Linked DNA regions of Danio rerio: region 1 is linked to region 2. Evidence: chromatin contacts called from public Micro-C data. All regions are on one chromosome and are shown on one strand. The core of a region is the stretch at or near the end of the contact, and the rest is flanking DNA. Distances in the headings are between cores, read along the strand shown.

Region 1 (6,436 bases), core at 1,645-4,144, 210 kb after region 2:
TCCCATATTAGGCCATTGTAATACTTTGAGGCCTAGAGTTTGACGCTTCCTGCTGGTGAGAGTTTCAAATGAGATGTATGCAATGAAGGAGAGTTTTGAAAAGGCCTGTCACGATCTATGACGGTGTCTTTTCTTCTCGCCTTTTTACTCTTTGTAAGTCGTAAGTGTAGAAATCCCAGCTGTCACACTGATAAAGCTGTACATTTGGCCCACTTGCGTGCGAGAGGGGGCTCTGTCGGGACCCTGTCAATCAAATGGTTTTGATGAGATAAAGCAGCAGAGAGTGGGGGGGACCACATTTCTCCAAATGCCAAGTTCACTATTAGACCTGAAACTAACCAAAGTGTGTAGAGAGAAAACAAAGAAGCCTAATTGTGGCATATTCAATTAAATCGCTGATAAATAACTACACGCAGCTTTGAAAAGACTGATTTACATATTTTAAACGAAACAATTTTTTTTTTAAATTACATAAAAGCATGCATAAAGTACTGATGCCATTTTAGACTAAATAAATAATATATATTATAAAAGAATATAGCAATTTTAAAGGATTCTTTTATATGTAAATAATTATTGTTAGTGTGTTTTTATGTATAAGTGTAAAATGGCATTGTAATAATTATATATATATATATATATATATATATATATATATATATATATATATATATATATATAAAATGCTGATTACAATGCCCATTTTACACTAATACATAAAAACACACTAACAATAATCATTTACATATAAAAGAATCCTTTAAAATTGCTATATTTGTATTTTTTTACAGCATAATAAGTGAAATCAAGTATGAATATCATGAAGTAAACTGACCAAACAGGTAAACATTCTATATAATTACAGAACGTGTTTAATTTTAGGTAAACAGCAATGATTTTTAAAGGAAACAAATAGCAATAAAATCTCATAATGTTTAAACATCAGCACATTCATACTGTACTGTATTTGTGTAAGCCCTAATCATACCCATTTTAGTCAAAACATAATTTCTTTGTCATATATGCTTAGTACACTGCACCAAGTACCAGAAAGTTACTAAATATAAGACGCTAACCTACAGATAAGGTAAAAAAAAAAACATTAACATTATAATTACAAAGCACAGCATCTCTAAATGAATTATCATGAGCGCAAGCACTTAAACTTAAGCCGTTTCTCAGTCTGTATGAAACATCAAATTATAAGAACAAAGCCATTTCATCTCTCAGATTTTATAATTATGGATGTGTGTGCAGATTTCATTAACTGTCTGCGCTCATCTATGCACTAATGCAGAAAATACTGATTTAATACAGTGTGATGCCTGTTAAATCAATTTCCATCACTTTTTTGGTATGCTTTTGGCACAACACCAGGCCTTGGTTAGACCTTGTACCTGTTAGTTTTATTAGAACAGCAATTCTACTGTGCAAAATGGGTTATTCTAATTCCTGTAATTTCAAATGTATAAAAATAGCTCTCAAAAACAATCAACACCTTCAAGAGTTGTTAAGAGGAATTTTTCCACACAAAAACTGAAGAAAAAGCAACATTGTTTGTCCTCTGTAGACTCACCCCTCCTTCCGTCGGGCTTGCAACCCATTTCAATTCTCCTTGCACAGTTCTCGAGTCCAGCAGTGTCACTGTGGAAAGACAAAATGCTATGAGTCACTGAAAATGGATCATCAACCTCTTTATGACTAGATCAAACTACCTTGTAAGTCATCAAAACTTGTTTCTGCCGCTACGCTTTTGTTCCTAACTGCACAGTTATTAAACTCTCCATTTTCTCAAAGCACACTGATTAAGGGTCACAAAGAATCTATCTATTGGTTATGGTTAAATAATACAGAACATTTGGCTTAAGTATGCATTTTAAAGATTCTGATTATGGCATGATTGTGTATTGTTTAAATCAGCATCCTAAGTTGGCTATTGTCCAAGCTAAATTAGGTCTTTTGAGACAGTAAAATAATAAGTGTGATGAATGTAAAGATTATATTAAAATTACTGTTCATTTGAGCTTTTAAATTAGTGATATATATATATATATATATATATATATATATATATATATATATATATATATATATATATATATATATATATATATATATATATATAGCAAATTCCAAAACAAAGCCTTACGATTGAAGTATTTAAAGCATGCGAGTTCAACTGAGACTTTAGGTTTTTACAAATTGTATTGGAACGCTGAAATCATTTGTCCGTCCGCGTTTTTTGTAGATTCGCGCATTTAATGTAAATAAATGTAATAATTGACAGGAGAATTGTGGACTATTTTCAATTCTGGTAATCCCTGCATATATCACGAAACAAAAATAAATTAATAAATAAATAAAAAGAAACTTCCAACAAAATTGGAAATCGGTCGAAGCACAAGCAGTGTTTACTCCCAATTAGTGTCCGAGTTTAAACTTCTTTTGAAGAAGAAGAAGAAGTAGAAGAAGAAGAAGAAACGGCTCAGCTTTCCATTTGATCTGCGGGTTTTGGGAACCGCAGACACTTGGAGATACCCAAAGGGACTTTCGGAGAAAAAAAACGTTATATAATTCCTTTTCGCTGGTGAGATAAAGTGTCGAAATGAATAAAACAAATGGCAGTCATAGCGCTGTGCCACTCTCGGTCCCAAGTGGCATACCAAACAACAACAAAACATAACTCTTGTTGAAATTTCCTTGGGTTTTGGTAAATCCTTACCTTCATTAGGAGGGTAGACCCGTGCGGTTAATGCGAAAGTCGGTATCCAGATTATTAGCGCAAAAGTCGCTGTGAACACAAGCGCAGCCATTGGTGTCATTTCGTGTGCGTCTCCTCCGCTCCGCGCGCGGACCGAAGTTGCGTCTGTCCCGGTGGAATTAGCGTTTGAGAGTGATGCACGCAGCGCTGCTGAACACCGCCGAGGGGCGGATCTTTACTGCCTGACGTGCCTGTCACAGCGAGACACCAAAAGTCAACAGTCCATCCATTCGGGTAAATAGCCAGCCCATTTTTCAGGTATATGATAATTGAAAGAATTGTATAAAAATAAAAAGTCCTTCTTTCAATCTATTGCGCAATCATAAAACAACTCAGCTCGCCTGTGTGTGAGAATGCAGAGCGTGCGCGCGTTAAGGAGAACGCGCCAGAAAATACATAAAGGAAGAGAAAGGGGCTGCTTTTACCAGCCGATCATAGTTCATAATATATGGGTAATACCATGGTCAAAATTATTATAGCGGTACACGTCATGCAAAAACTGTATGAAGCGCGCAAGTCATTAAAGTTGAGTCGAACAGCTTTATAACGGGAAGAGCAAGTGCGCCGTCTAGTGTTTGCTATTTATCCATCTAATTCACGGCGCTCAATAAAAAAAATCAGTTTCTAAACTTTCTAGGTCGTGCTTAAATACTTTTATCACAGTGCTAATAGGCAGGTCATTAGGAGGAAACTGTACACATTTAAACATTTAATGAATAATTAAACACTTACATAACAGAGTGGAATTATATTTGAAAACGCATGACTGTTTGCTTATTCTGATATAATTATTTGACTATTCCTATACTGCAGTGTTTTTGTGCTACAGTTTGAGACAAAAGTCTGACTCGTCATCGCAAATCTGATCATTTCTAAATGATTCAAAACTTTCATATCATTCAGCATTGCTGTGCGGCACAACAATAAAACCTAACGTGGACGCATATTTTATCACCTTATTGATATGGATCATGTAGCATATTTTTTTTTATTTTTTTTCCGATTACGTTGTATTGATACGTTTGTTGTGTGAATAAGCATCAGTCAGGCCGACTGAGCCCTCAACGACTTTTTCAAAACCCGTTTTGTGAACTGCGTCAACTTCTTAAAAAGCATCAAAAGAGAGATTCATCCGCGCATCGAGCACTGCTGTTACTACAAAGCCTAAAAGTTATTAAATGTTAGGATGAGACCCTTTATGCCTTTATCAACTGGACGCCTACACTCCACGACCTCATCCTGCCCCTGTCAATCAAGCGTTTCATGACGCCCACAGAGTTAGAGTTGCGCACCAAATGCGTCTTTTCCATCCTAGAATTCCATCAATAGCAGCAGATGCGCCGATTTCGCTTCCCGCTTTGTACCGTACTTGCTTGCGCCCACCTGACGAGCCAATCCACATCCTGTAAAGGGTGTCGGGTTGACTGTGTGCTGACAACTTTGACAACAGCGTGTTTGCATATGGATGGGTCGCAAGGGAGAGCAACAGACTTGAGCTATTGGGATCCGCCCTCGAGGCTGATGGATCTGAAAGAGACAAGGCAAAGTTTATACTTTAACATTAACAGTTGTGGCAGCACTTCATTGTTGTGTCACTAGAAGATAAATGTTCATGCTGGAATAAAGTGAACTGTTTTTGCTTACATAAATTATTATGTAAAGCATAAGCTGCAAACGAAACGGTGTAGTTCCATACTATTATATAGGCAAAAACAATATACATGACAACATACATATTTTTGAATTCAAGAAGCAGACTAAAAACACAACATGGTGAATGTAGTGGAGATTACATTTATACTTCACATATTTTTATTCAGAATGTAATGTGTGCACAAAGTATTTATTTATTTGAAATGCTTCATTGGTTATATCCACAGTATGCAATACTGTATGTATGGCATTATGACCATTTTTGAAAGTAAATATTTAAATAAATCCCAATATAAAAATCCCATATGCTTGTCCTTTGTGTAGTCTTGATAAATTAAAATATCATTAATCATTAAAGCCTCAAACACAATTTGTGGACTAATTACCATCTTTCCATTTCTTATGTACATACCTTTAAATAAAAGTTGACAACAATTTAAACTAAAAACAAAAGTTTTATTAGTTTCGGCCAAACTACTTGCAGAATATTTTGGTTTTAAGGTTTTACAATGCTAAATTTGAAAACAATTATAGTCTCTATGTGCAGTACAAAACATGAAGTGTGTCCTGAATCTCATTGTAATGCACTGCTCTATGCCATTTTGTAATATAACTAGGTAGTGCGTTCATACTGAAAACTCTAAAAGAAACAAGTGCACTAAATATGGATGATGTGTAGGTGCTATAGTGCATAAGTGCATAGTGTGTCTTTGGAATGCAACGACATGATTTTGTGAAAATTGTGCATAAGTGCATATCACCAAAAGTTCATATTTTATGCTTAGTCAAAAATCTTGTGCAAGGTGTAAGTACTTGGCAACCTTTATGAGACAGTTTTTTCTGTACATTGATGTTACCAATTACTGGTCTGGCATGTGTAAGGCAGTGTTTTTCGTTAATCTGTTTTTTTTTTTGTTTTTTTTTTTTGAAGTTTTTATGAGAATAGTGTTCATTTTTGAAAATTTGTTTACTTGTAACAATTCAAAAATGCAAATTAAATCTTTTACATTTTTAGCACATCATTATGTAAACATACTCTGAGTTCTGGAATTGAGCATTTCATTGCATTCAAATTAGCTCAGTGGTTAAGAATAATAACTATCAGCTTGGGATCATCTCCATACTTTCCTCTCAAGATCTGGAAAAAGTCATAGATGCTCTTATTACATCTCACCTAGACTATTGTAATTCCTTTGGTCTCCCTCAATCTTCATTGGCACGTTGCAGTTGGTTCAAAATGCGGAAGCGAGACTTTTAACAGGTACCAAAAAGCATGCTCATATTTCACCAGTTTTAGCAGCCCTCCATTGGCTTCCTGTAATTTTAGAATTCAGTTCAAGATTTTACTTTTGGTTAATAAAGCACTACAATTATGCCACGACATAACCTTAAAGGAGATAGAGCCTTTGCAGTCGCTGCTGCACGTTTGTGGAACCAGCTGCCACCGGACATTACAAGTTCTTCTTCTCCCTCTATTTTTAAGCCCAGACTTAAGACACATTTTATTCTATCACCTTCCTGGCTTGTAATCTTTATTGTACATTGTTGTTGTCATATCATTATTATTATTAATATTACGTTCATTGTTATTTCACTGTTTTAGATTGTGTGTTATGGTTTTGTTCAGCACTTTGGTCAGTGCCAAACTAAAGTTAAATGTGCTTTATAAACAAATTTTATTTACTACATAATTACACTCAGAAAAGAAATGGGAAAAACAGCTTGTGTTAAATATTTTGTGATTTTGCACATTTTCTGAAGACTTTCTGAACATCTGCTAAACAATAAACAAAACTTATTAGTTTCAAAATCCATTTTCTACTATGCTAATGAAAAGTTCAAGTTTCTAAAATGTGTTTATTATTATTTACCCAAGTGTAGGGTAAAATATGTGACTTTAGTTTTAGTTTGTTTGTCTTTTGGTTTCTTTTGATTAGTTGACGTCTTGAAAACCGTTCCACCGCCTTCTCCAACTTTAACATTCAAGATTCGTCTGACCACAGCAACAGTTTCCTGTTTACG
Region 2 (6,629 bases), core at 2,048-4,547:
TTATCTCCCCATCTGACCAACGGCGCTGTTGTTTTCTTATGGGTCGTGCTCCGCAAAAGACCTCTGACAGGAAGCGATTAGGCTGTTGTTTGTGCGTTGTTTGTACTTCCTGTTTTGATCTGAATGGAGTGAACGCACTTTACAATGCCTCAATGAGCCAAAGCAGGCACAGACATGTTAGGAAGCTGACATAAATCACTTTAGCTTTGAAACTGAGACGATAGCATCATCTAAACATGAGCTTTGTCTGTTTTGTTTGTGCTGCCGCTGTACTGGACTTCCAGACAATGTAGATGATGATAAGGTCTAAAGGAAGAAAAAAAAAAAAAGCTTTAATGCTGCAAACTTTTCTGTTGATGTTTTATAGGAGAAGAAATTCCATAAATGATATGTAAACAGTGAACAAGCATGGTGAAAAGCATTGGGATTTGATAACAGCAGCCTTCAAAGCGCGCAGCTGTAAAAACGGCATACAAGCAGCTTCAGTTTCCTCAACACATGCCTGAGCTCACCATATACAAACATAAAGTACTGAAAGACAATCCAAAGTTGGGAACAACTGTTTACTAGCATATGGTAAGAAGATGGATGGCCAGCAACGACCGATTGCTTATGCTGGAAATATCTTGGAAATTAACAAAATATGAACTTTTCAGGAGCAGTTCAGGCATTATGTTTCTATGGGAATGGTATAGCAGTTGGCTAAACACAACCTTAAAGAGATAGCTTACCCAAAATTCAGCCATCATTTACTTACCATTGACTTGTTCCAAACTAATGTTTTTTGTTCTGTTGAATATAAAATAAAAAAGAGACCGCAAAATATATACCCAGAGGTACATCTCTCTGCATTTTATCTGTAAAACAAATACTATAGGGTGGTATGACGCCGCTGACAGCGTTTTATTTTATTTGTTACTACTGCTGACCGCTTACCTCCGTATGGACGGCTTTTCTGGTGTTATATGCTAGCCACTTATGCCAATAGACTTGGGACGTGGAGTGGAGTGGACCATGACGGCAGGGTTCGAGTCTGACGAAGAATAGTTCCAGAAACCAGATAAAGCAAAAGCTTTAAAAAAAAAAAAAAAAAAAAAAACAGGCTAAAAATGTGATAAAATCTGAAAATTTGGTAAAATCACATAGCTAGGGCGGCTTTTTTTTCCAGATTGCTTTTGAAAACATTAAGTCAGTCAGTCAACATCAAGCTGGTCAACTGAAATGCATATTGTGGCCTTTGCTGAATTTAAATGTGAAAAAGGCATTTTTTCATGACAGAAATTTGAGATCAATAAAAATGTACACAGCGGCTGCTTTTGGATATGTGGAACCAAAACTGCAAGCAGATGTAGCTCTGGGTACATATTTCGATGTCTCCAGAAATGCAGACCTGGGTGCGTATCCACAATGAGCCTGGAAATGTTGTTTCTTTGCATTTAAAAAAATAAAAAATAAATTAAATCTACAACAACATTTCTAAAGATTAGCATGTACTGCGTATGCCAGACGAGTATTTGGTGCGGTCACTTGGTTAGGAAACAGTACCATTAGGGTGTTTTACATGCCTGGAAAAAGATGCATTTTCAAAAACTCCCACTTTGAAACTCATTTTCAAATTTATGCATTTGTCAGTTCCAAAAACAATATCGTCATGTAAATCAGTGGTCCTCAACCACCGGGCCACGGACCAGTACAGGTCCGTGGATCAATTGGTACCGGGCTGTAAAATAAATCATTAATTATTTATGTTGTATTTATTATCTGAGTCTGAATTATTTTTTATTTTGAAAAATCTTTTATTTTGATAATGGCCGTATTCTCTCGCTTACATCTCGATCCCCTGAGTGCCCAAATTGAACCCACAAGAAGCAAAATAAGTAAGAAACAGAAATCTTTGAAAGGATTTTTTGCTAGTGGGAAAAGGCACAGCGAAGGACCCTCAAACTATCAAGGAATGGATCTGCAATCCATTTGTCAACAAATCAGGGGAACAACTATTATTGTGCAGGAGGATCGACTGTTGAGTTTGTGCAATTTCGTTATTTCCAATGGAGGTGTGCACACGCAAAAGGCGTGACACGCTGACACCTTCTAGATGCACCCAGCCAAAATTCATGCCGCGAGTGCACTGCGAGTCATGTGACAAGAACTGACTGATCCCCTTCAGCTTGTATGGAATATACACATTTCTGTAGACTATTATCTCAGACAAACACAGAACACCCCAACACTGCAGTGCTTTGTATAGTTTTCTCCATAAACAAAACTTGTATCAGAGTGACAGCAAAGCTTTATCAGCTTGTCGTCCTCTGAAAAAAAAACAATTAATGGTCGCCTAGCAACCTACAAACAACCACCCCACCCTGGTCCATGATAAAATTGTCAAGCATTGATTGATCCACACTGATAAAAAGGTTGGGGACCACTGGCAGAAGTCTGTATTGTCATTCCACAAAGTTAATCTGGAACTAGTGCTCCACACAATACAAACTATAAACAAAGCAGCTATTTGCCCCCTTTTCACAGTACTTCTATGGTTTGCTCATGCCAATACGTCTGAAAATCTGATAATGCATACTGTTTGCAAAAATTTTTTTGTGTTTCCTCTTGACTTGCATTGTTTGCTTGGTTTCGTCAATTCAGATTTTGGTCTCGCGCTCTGATTTGTAGCAACAGCCAATCAGAGTGCTCTTTCACTGACGACCAACGGAAATTCTGCAGGCTGAATTGGGCAAACTCATTCCAATGTTAACCCAACGAGAGGCAACACACTAACAAAAATAGCCTGACAGCTCAACAGCTAAATCCACTTAAAAAAAATAAATAAATAAATAATAAAAATTTACTTATAAAGACCATCACCTTACTGGCATGCTGTAACTGTAACCTATAGAAAAATCACAAATTATCCCTACCACCATTACTATTATTTAGACAGCAACACTCTGTCTGGAAGACTGTGACACTTAATTGTTTTTTATAATAATAAATACGCATAAAAAAGAGAAATGTACAATTGAGAAAGTGGATGTCAGCAGGATTATCACAGGCGTACGTTCTGTGATTGACAGGATTATGATAAGTATGCTCCTCCCAAGCTTCATTTAGAATTCTATTTAGCTTGAATCAGTTCCTCTTCCCGTTCCCATCCTCTTTTCTTACTGTCTTTTTTAATGCTTACAAAAGAACCTGTAAATCCCCCTCCTCCCTGCATTTTTAGCATTGCCCTCAGACATGGCAGCATTTCATCAGCAAAGCAGAGGGGAAGAGCTGAAGGGTGTCTCCCTGTCTGAGAATACTGATGTGATCACCGATCATCACCGCGGCAGTCAGACTCAGCCTGAGGTCTGCAATCAGATACCAGACTCTTGAAAGCCCCAGTCAACTCGCTGACCACCTTCTCTATGGCTTCTGAATCCGATTAATGTGACAGTAGATATATTGATTGCATCAAAACTGTAGACAATAAATAGAGTAAGAGGTAAAGACAAGGTAAATGTTTCATTCTGCCATGTTTGATGCATGTTGGACAAAGTAAAAGTATTCACTGAACAAAAGCAGTTCGCTGAAATTAACCGTTCAGAATAAACATTTCACAGTGGCGGAAATGAGTCAGACGAGCAGTGCTGGTCTTTTCAACAAACATATGTGGTCTTGCTTTCTGATGACTTTTGTGGGGGATGGAACATACCTAATCAGGCCTTTTACAGAGTGTTGTCATTCAGCAGTTGACGGAAACTGTCCAGCTGGGGTCAAAAGCACCAAAGACCAAGTTATGTCTGTCAGAGGGTACTTACTGAGAAACTCATTAAGGCCATATGTGACACAGCTTCTTGGACAACAAATAAATCCAACTCAAAGACAGAAATGAATCTGAGAATATGTTGGGGGCTTTAGTGATCACAATGAATATGGCGTAATTGCATTGACCCATATTATAATTATAAATAGGGAAAAGAGAGTTTAAAGGTACACACCAATATGAAAATTCTTATCATTTATGCAAGCCTATGTATGGGGTTTAGTGTTTGTTCACTGACTTTAATTAAATGATCCCAAAAATACACACAAACTATATTCAGTTCAGAACAGTTTCCAGTTGAAATACACTAGCAGCATTTCAACATTTATTTATTTTCTAGTCTACACTACCTGACAAAAGTCTTGTTGCCTATCCAAATTTTAGGAACAACAAATAATAATTTGAATTTAAGTTGATTATTTGGCATCAGAAGTGGCAAATAATGAAAGGCATGAAAAGCAAAGGCCACTAGATTACACTTATTTTATAAAAGTAAAATATGACCATGCCTTAATTTTTAATTATTTAATTAGAACAGTAAGGACTGACTTAGACAAAAGTCTTGTCACTGAACAGAAAAATTGCACAGTGTATATATTGTGTATGACTCATGAGGTTGAACAATTGCATCCATACATCTCTGCAATGACTCACATAACTGATTAATAAAGTCATCTGGAATGGCAAAGAAAGCGCTATTGCAGGACTCCCAGAGTTCATCAAGATTCTTTGGATTCATTTTCAATGCCTTCTCCATCTTACCCCAGACATGCTCAATGAGGTTCATGTCTGGTGACTGGAATGGCCAATCCTGGAGCATCTTGATCTTCTTTGCTTTTAGAAACTTTGATATGGAGGCAGAAGTATAAAAAGGAGTGCTATCCTGCTGAAGAATTTGCCCTCTCCCGTAGTTTGTCATGTAACGGGCAGCACAAATGTCTTAATACTGTTGAAGTTGCAGACTGTTGAAGTTGCCATACACTGCAGATCTCACCCCAACCCCAAACCATGATTTTTCCTTCAACAAACTTGACTGACTTCTGTGAAAATCTTGTATGTCAGAATTGCATTCACTCATGTTTAGTTTTGGAATCTATGACTGGACAAATTCCTTTAAATGTGTCACAAAACGTGCAAGAAACAACATATATTTTGCAGACAGTAATGTTGCCATAAGTATAGTTTTACAAAACATTTTTAAAACACTCTTTTTGAGCCTTCCCCTGGATTTTAAATCACTCCAACCTTTGAAAAATCCATTCTGGAATGTCCCACATTGTGAGAGAATAATCTTGCATCTATGAGTATGTTTACATCATAACAATATACTAAAACAGAAAGGTTTCCGGTATACATGATAATGTTGTCAAAACAGATTTGCAAAAACAACTGAAAACTCCATATTATGCATGCCAGTGTAGTAGTTGACATTGTTTCTGTTGGTTGTCAAGTACTTGATCACGATTACAGACTAAATTCATTCATTCATTTTATTTTCAGCTTTGTCCCTTTTTTAATCTAGGGTTGCCACGCCGGAATAAACTGCCAACTTATTCAGCATATGTTTTACACAGCGGATGCCCTTCCAGCTGCAACCCATCACTGGGAAACATCCATACACACTCATTCACACACATACACTACAGACAATTTAGTTTACCCAATTTACCTGTACCACATGTCTTTGGACTCTGGGGGGAAACCGGAGCACCCGGAGGAAACTCAAGAGATCACAGGAAGAACATGCAAACTCCACACAGAAATACCAACTGACCCTGCCGGGGCTCGAAACGGCTACCTTCTTGCTGCGAGGTGATCGTGCTACCCATTGTGCCACCGTGATGCCCTACAGACTAAATGTAAGTTTATTTATTTATTTATTTTTTTTTTTTTTGTCACAGAGAACACAAAACAAAAATGTTTGATTTGAGACCCCCAAAATGCAGTAAATGAATGTCCAAAATACTTTAAATTGTTTTATTTTTATTATTTGAAATGTTTCCTCTATAGCAGTGCAACATTGGATTCAACAGTTCTATCAGCGTTTCTTGATTCCATTTTGTTTTTACTGAGCCAAAAGAAGGCAGAAAGTTAACTAGCCAGACGTTTTTAAGGTCAGCTCTGAATGATCCACTTGTGGAGGAACCTAATTCCTCCTGCAACAAGTGACCCTATGCCAAGCAGTTAAACAACACTAACAAACCTTCAGACTTATCCAGACTCTAAACTAACAAAATGTTGTACTTTGAGTGTTAAAGTCCGTTTAAATTCCTTAAGGCACAAAATAAAAAAGTTTGAACAAGTCCAGCGTTTGACCTTTCCGTGTCGGATCAACGTCACGACATGTGACCCCAACCCAAAATGCTATGGAAATGGACTGTTTGTCTTTACAGAGAAGTCATGAAGAGGTCTCTAGCAGATTCTCAGCACTTCAGCTCCAGGTCACCCAGAACCAGGAGACCTTTCAAAACACACAAACACACTGGCGCTGCGAGAATGGAATGTTCTTAACGCTGAGTTCAGGAGGGATGAGCTGCTTCAGAGACAGAGATGATATGGATGATGGCAAAACTGAATAAACTGTGGTGGGTGACTTGGTAGTTTCACCCGTACTGACCCGTTTCAATGTTCCAGAAAGTCTCTGTGGATTTCCATCCACATAATGATCTCATGTTACTGCTGCAGTCCCAAAATCCACAGTAGAAGATTTATTTTCTGCAATGTAATGTCGTTTTAATGTGATGCAATTTTAATCAAGCATGTGAGCTTGAGTGTTAATATGAACTAGATGATTTTGTAACTTTGAGTTTTAGATTAACATGATGGA

What was found. Hi-C and Micro-C count contacts between places; a contact is called where the count stands out from the background.
Region 1: a contact with region 2 is called in a Micro-C map of caudal fin, with 2.4 times the contacts expected there. The contact joins the promoter of epha4a here to the enhancer-like site in region 2. A contact is called at or near these places in 3 of 18 Hi-C or Micro-C datasets (caudal fin, embryo and an unstated tissue) and 1 of 4 datasets of contacts at active chromatin or transcription factors (gastrula embryo).

Annotation. Positions count from the first base shown.
Region 1 is chr2:43,161,691-43,168,126 of GRCz12tu, forward strand. epha4a (eph receptor A4a) reads right to left here and starts at 2,895. Exons shown (of 17, transcript NM_001365171.1): 1 at 2,723-2,895; 2 at 1,577-1,644. The coding sequence starts at 2,822. It also overlaps a transcript of si:ch211-122l24.6 not described here.
Region 2 is chr2:42,955,249-42,961,877 of GRCz12tu, forward strand. No RefSeq gene overlaps it. Among named protein-coding and RNA genes, the nearest start is that of slc25a36a, 170 kb to the left of the region's middle. Within about 2 kb of position 3,298, at least 8 of the 62 cell types and tissues checked have an H3K27ac peak or open chromatin away from gene starts, as enhancers often do.